Regions from separate parts of the Sus scrofa genome. Here region 1 is linked to region 2. The links are chromatin contacts, called in public Hi-C maps. All regions are on one chromosome and are shown on one strand. Each heading gives the region's core, a stretch centred on a gene start, on an enhancer-like site or on the middle of the called end of the contact. The rest is flanking DNA. Distances are from core to core; before and after follow the strand shown. Region 1 holds the start of SLC17A2 (sodium-dependent phosphate transport protein 3). Region 2 overlaps CARMIL1 (F-actin-uncapping protein LRRC16A).

What was found. A called contact is a pair of places that touch in the nucleus more often than the background predicts.
Region 1: a contact with region 2 is called in a Hi-C map of liver, with 2.6 times the contacts expected there. The contact joins the promoter of SLC17A2 here to the enhancer-like site in region 2. A contact is called at or near these places in 10 of 47 Hi-C or Micro-C datasets (alveolar macrophages, embryonic fibroblasts, fetal liver and 5 more) and 1 of 2 datasets of contacts at active chromatin or transcription factors (alveolar macrophages).

Annotation. Positions count from the first base shown.
Region 1 is chr7:20,662,210-20,664,909 of Sscrofa11.1, forward strand. SLC17A2 (sodium-dependent phosphate transport protein 3) reads right to left here and starts at 1,289. Exons shown (of 21, transcript XR_002345599.1): 1 at 1,072-1,289. The region is part of intron 1 of LOC110261475 (a long non-coding RNA gene); the gene reads left to right.
Region 2 is chr7:20,341,240-20,343,939 of Sscrofa11.1, forward strand. CARMIL1 (F-actin-uncapping protein LRRC16A) reads left to right here. Exons shown (of 37, transcript XM_013977486.2): 36 at 1,750-1,890. It overlaps LOC110261657 (a long non-coding RNA gene), which reads right to left. Exons shown (of 3, transcript XR_002346102.1): 3 at 2,015-2,100. Among named protein-coding and RNA genes, the nearest start is that of SCGN, 47 kb to the right of the region's middle. Within about 2 kb of position 1,257, at least 1 of the 83 cell types and tissues checked has an H3K27ac peak or open chromatin away from gene starts, as enhancers often do. A contact at or near this core is called in liver, where this site is marked.

The DNA.
Region 1 (2,700 bases), core at 39-2,538, 320 kb after region 2:
CATTTTCTTTTAAAAGTGGGTTCTTCTGGACTAGAATCCAGAAGATGGATAATGAAGGGATGCATCTCACTACAAACACCAGACAACATGGGAAGAAGTCATTTCTTCCAGGTTAGTAAAACCGAGGCCCATTTTATCATGTTTATCTGAGAGACTGGTAATTCTGGAATAAAACTAGTTGTTCCAGAGATCATTTACATCATGCTATCAATTCATATGAATTAATTAATCATGAAAAAAAGAAATGTACTAAGCACCAAGAGTGGGTGATCCTACAAGGCAGGATTATGTCAAAATTAAGGTGCACCTGGGGCCCTGCCCACAGGAGACTCACAGCTCCTCTCCCCAGGAGATAAGCAGGGGTGTCTGCTCTTCTTTCCTCCAAGCAACAAGCTCAGGCTGTGTCTTCCAGGCCTGTGTGAGTCTATCTATGCTATGGAATTGGGATTTTTCTCTGGGCAGGTTGAGAGAGGGCACCTTCCCTGGATCTTCCTCGCCTACCACAGGGCTTCCCACCATAGAACTAACAGGCACTAATCATAATCTGTTTGGGCACCTTTCCTCCGTTGTACAAGGAGGGCAACAGACCAGGTCATCCCTACAAGTACACAAGTTTTCTTGCCTTAAATATTATTCACAACTTTGCTCATATTTTCCTTTTTCTGAGAGACAATTTCAACTACACACAGAAATCTGAAAAGGCTCCTGAGTCACAATCTCCAATCCCAAACCTTGTTAGTTCTGATCCAGTATTTTGTTCCACAGCCAAAGCTTCTCCAATTCATGGAGGTGTCACAATTAATACTCACAGAATCCTTGGAGACGTGACCATTGTTCAGAGTTCACTGTCACCAGTAGCCTTTCAAGCCTTGCTCTAGGGTCCTGATTGAATTGATTACTTTTTTTTAGAAAGTCTCTTCACTTAGCAATGAAACGATTAGCAGATGGAGACCCTTAGGCTGCTGATAATGTTTTTTTCCTCTGACTTCCCCTCAAATTCTTCTCTCCCCTTAATGGAGCTCTGATTGATTAGTAATTATCCTCCAACCCAAAAAGAAGAAATGCACTTACCTTCACCATTAAACCAGTATTGTAAGACCTAGACTATAAGGCTACCTTGAAGAAAGAAAGAGTTTTCATCCCTTCTTCACTTTCAAATAATTCCACAATTTCACAAGGATAAATAATGCGTCACATGGCAGGCAGGTTTAGCCCTACATCCTCAGAGCAGAGAGTCTGGGTTTGGTTTTGCTGCTTAATTTTTAACTTCATTTTAAGTTCTCACTGATAGAATGAGTATCTCAAAAGATGACACTATGTTTTGCTGCTTTGAACTCTGCATACAGCTTAAAATGTCAACAAGCCTTTTTCCTGAAAGAGCGAGCAGGCATGGAAGAAAGAGCAGGGCTCCTGGAACTGGAGAGAAGTCAACCCCATCTTCACTTCCTAGTGTTTTCTGTCTCCTTGGACAAGTCATTTAAGCTCTTTTGAGTTGGTTTCTCCATAAGTAAAGCAAGGGTTATAATGCTCAACTCATGGGGATATTGGGCAAGTTAAATGAAATACATATGCTAACTGGTAGTAGGTCCTCAATAAATGAGATGTTCCCATTAAAGAATATTGTTAAATCAGCTAGGTTTTCTTTAAGCACTTGGGGCCCACAGCTTAATAAATGTGAACTTTGACCACTCTGATATCTTCCCATGAAGCTACCCTGCAGGCTTCCTTCCTGTTTCATATCTGTGCTCTTTCTAATCCAGTCTCGGCTCGAATCTTGATATTTGGACTTGTTCTTAATTTGTGATTCTTAAATTTTGGACTGTGGCTGCTACTGGGTCTTCCCAGCTTGATTCTCAACCCTTATAAAATGAAGTCTTGCTCTTTCTGCTTTTATTAGCTTCAAATTGCCTTAGTTGATTTTCCTTGCCTGAGTTAGTCTCGCCACACTCCCACAAGGAACCTACTGGAATTTTGCTACTTGGTTCCCCTGTATTAGGGCTCTGCTGCTGTAATCAATTACCACAAACTTAGTGACTTAAAACAACACGTATTTACAGTTCTGGAGGTCAGATGTCCAAAATGGATTTCACTGGGTCCAAAATCAAGATGTCGTAGGGCTACACTCTCTCTGGAGGCTTAGGAGAGAGTTTATTTCTCTACCTTTTCTAACTTCTTGAGGTCACCTGCCTTCCTTGGCTCATGGCTGCTTCCTCCATCTTTAGAGGCAGCAGTATAACATTTTCAAATCTTTCTAACTCTGGCACTCCTACCTCCCTAAGAACTTTCTATAATTATATTGGGATCATTTGGAAAATCTAGGATAGCTTTCTTGTCTCAAAATCCTGAAGTCAGGAGTTCCTGTCGTGGCTCAGTGGTTAACGAATCCGACTAGGAACCATGAGGTTGCGGGTTCGATCCCTGCCCTTGCTCAGTGGGTTAACGATCCGGCGTTGCCTTGAGCTGTGGTGTAGGTCGCAGATGCGGCTCAGATCCTGCGTTGCTGTGGCTCAGGCGTAGGCCGGCAGCTACAGCTCCAATTAGACCCCTAGCCTGGGAACCTCCATATGCCGTGGGAGCGGCCCAAGAAATAGCAAAAAGACAAAAAAAAAAAAAAAAAAAAAAAATCCTGAAGTCAATCACACAGGCAAAATCCCCTCTGCCATACAAGGTAACAGTCACAGGTTTCAGGGATTAGGATGT
Region 2 (2,700 bases), core at 7-2,506:
GGGTGGAGGCAGGATGGGTAAAGCAGCCAGTGTTGTGCTCACCCCTTGGCAGTGCTCTGTGGTGGAACTTTCTGAAAGCCATCTCCAGATGCCCAGACCCTTCAGAGAGCTGCAGTTTCAGGACAAGGACCACAAACAGGGAAAGCTTAAATTGCTCTGGTTTTACCCCCCATCCTGTGAAACTGTCAGGGTTAGAACAGAGCTTGGCAAACTATGGGCCTGTTTTTATAAATGTGTCACCGGCACACAGCCCCACCGCATATACGCATCTCCCATTGCTTTTGTGCTAAAAGGACAGAGTTAAATCATTGCAGCAAAGGCCATGTGGTCTGAAGAGCCTAACATAGTTACACTTTGGCCCTTAACAGAAAATGTTTGCTGACTCTGGGATCAGAAAATCTAATGATTGGTGGCTCAACAGGTTAAGGATCCTATCCCTGCTATATGGCAAGAGTTTGATACCTGGCCCAGGGACTTCCACATGCCGTAGGTGTGGTTTTAAAAAAAAAAAAAAAAAAAAAAAGCTTCAAAACAGAAAAAGTGGGGAGAATGGAGGCCAAAAAAATACTTTTCAAAATTAAAAAAGTAAAGATGACCACTTAGGAGCAGGCTGGCATTCCCATCGGCCAGCTGTGTCTGAGGTAAGGAAACATCTCGAATAGAATAAATCCAGGTTGTAGAGGATTTGGGCTCCCCTGTTGCCAACACGGAATATAAAATAGCCAGATTCCCAATATTCTGTTGCAAGAAGCTTTTGTTTCAGTTTATTTGCTGAATGCATTCACTGAGTTCGTAGTATTTAGTGTATTGAGACTTATGTTAACCCACAGACGTTTTGCTAGAGCTTGAGAATTCAGCAGGCATTTTCCAATACACCCTTGCATTCCCTCTCCACGCTTCTAAGAGGCTGTCAACACAGGCAGTGCCGTTTTCACCGCATCCTGCCCCATCCCTGCTTCTATCGTCAAGCAGGTGGAGACTTGAATTGAAGTAGGAAGTGACGAGAACCTGGCCGAAGGTTGTCTTCTGTGCCCTCGGGCTCCCACAAGCACCCCCCAAATTGAGAACTGCCTTGCTGGTAATGGAGCAGAAAAAGGAGTGCAGTTCAGCTGATCCTTTCAATTAGAGTGAAATAGGGCAGTCTTTAGACTTAAGAGACTCGAGTTCTAGTCCCAGATATTTTGTCATCTTTTTAGCTTGGCAGGTCATTTAATTTCTCCATTTGTACAGTGATTACCACATAGTCTTTTCTGGTTCCAAAAGTCCATGATTCTAAGCTGTTCTTCCTGATCTTAGTATCTGTACGCAGGTACATGCACCTTCACTCCTGTAGGCACGGATATATGTTGTATACACCACGTGGGGACCACTTTCCAGGGTTTGACAGCAGGTAAAGGCGGTGGCTTGTAATGACAATTTCTGTCACCAATTGAAGAAACACAAACAGCCTTTGTGTTTGAGGCAGAAGCAACCTTCAGTTCACTTACATCTAATTTTCAAATACCAGCTCATTGAAATTCTGTCTAAAGAGATTCCCACCTGCAGATTTTAACTTTTTGTTGAGTTTGAATTATTTTTCACTCTCTTGTTTGTTACTTCACTGAGCTCTATGAGACCAGTTTGGGGCCAGAAAATTCTATGATGCTTTTTTAAAAAATGATTGGTTGTTTGTATGTAAAGATTAAACAGCTTATGCTTTAGGAATCCAGTTCATGGCACAGTTTGACATGTGGCTTTGTGTTTCCATAGAGGACCTCCCACACTCTCCATCCAGCCCGGGTTCGCCTAAAGTCGCTCTTCTTCCGCCTGTGCTGAAAAAAGTTCCTTCGGACAAGGAGAGAGATGGCCAGAGTAGCCCGCAGCCCAGTCCCAGGACATTTTCCCGGGAAGGTAATACCTTTTTTTTTTTCCTGTGTCAGCTCTCCCCAAGGAGAGTCATCTTAAGAGCAAGGAATTAATCCTGGACTCAGTTTCTCACTTTATATCTTAAGGTTTATAAGTCAGCATCCCTCGGATTCAGTTTTGGAACCAGAGCAGTTTTTCATTCAGAAACTTGATTCACTGTTATTGGTGACACTGGGTCTGCGTGAAGGACCGTATCTAAAAAATAAAACAACTGAGACACTTAGCCCAAAGGTCTTTATAATAGTAATTTCTAGATGCTCCAGAAGGGATTCCCAGTGTATTACCCATTGCTTTGTGACTAATTTGGTGTAATGTGTAGGCTTCTAGGTTCTCTTATTTCTGAGAACCTAGAAGCCTGCCCTTGCTATGGGCAACACTGTGGCTCATTAGCTTTGCTCAGTCATGAGGTTAGATGGTCCTCATTCTCAGAAGTCTGTCACCTACATGGATGCTCTCAGGGCATCATCATACTGATTTGTTCCTTCTAATTTGCTGAGCCGGGAGCATAGTGAGATGGTCCTGGGACTTGAATGCCATCTCCCTAACACATCAAAGGTCATTATCAGTGGAGGTGAGGCATGTTTGGGGTGACTTCTGCACCTCACCAGGTCTTCTTTCCCTCACTTCTCCCATTCTGTTCAATGAACCCTTTGGGGTTCTGTCCTTCATAAAATGTAAGTGCCGTCTCTAAGCCCCATCTATAAAGAAATTCTAGAGCCATCATCACCCATGTTCAGAGAGCTCTCAGTGTGGTTTGGGATTGCTTGGTTTTATTTTAGATTTGTTTGATGCTTT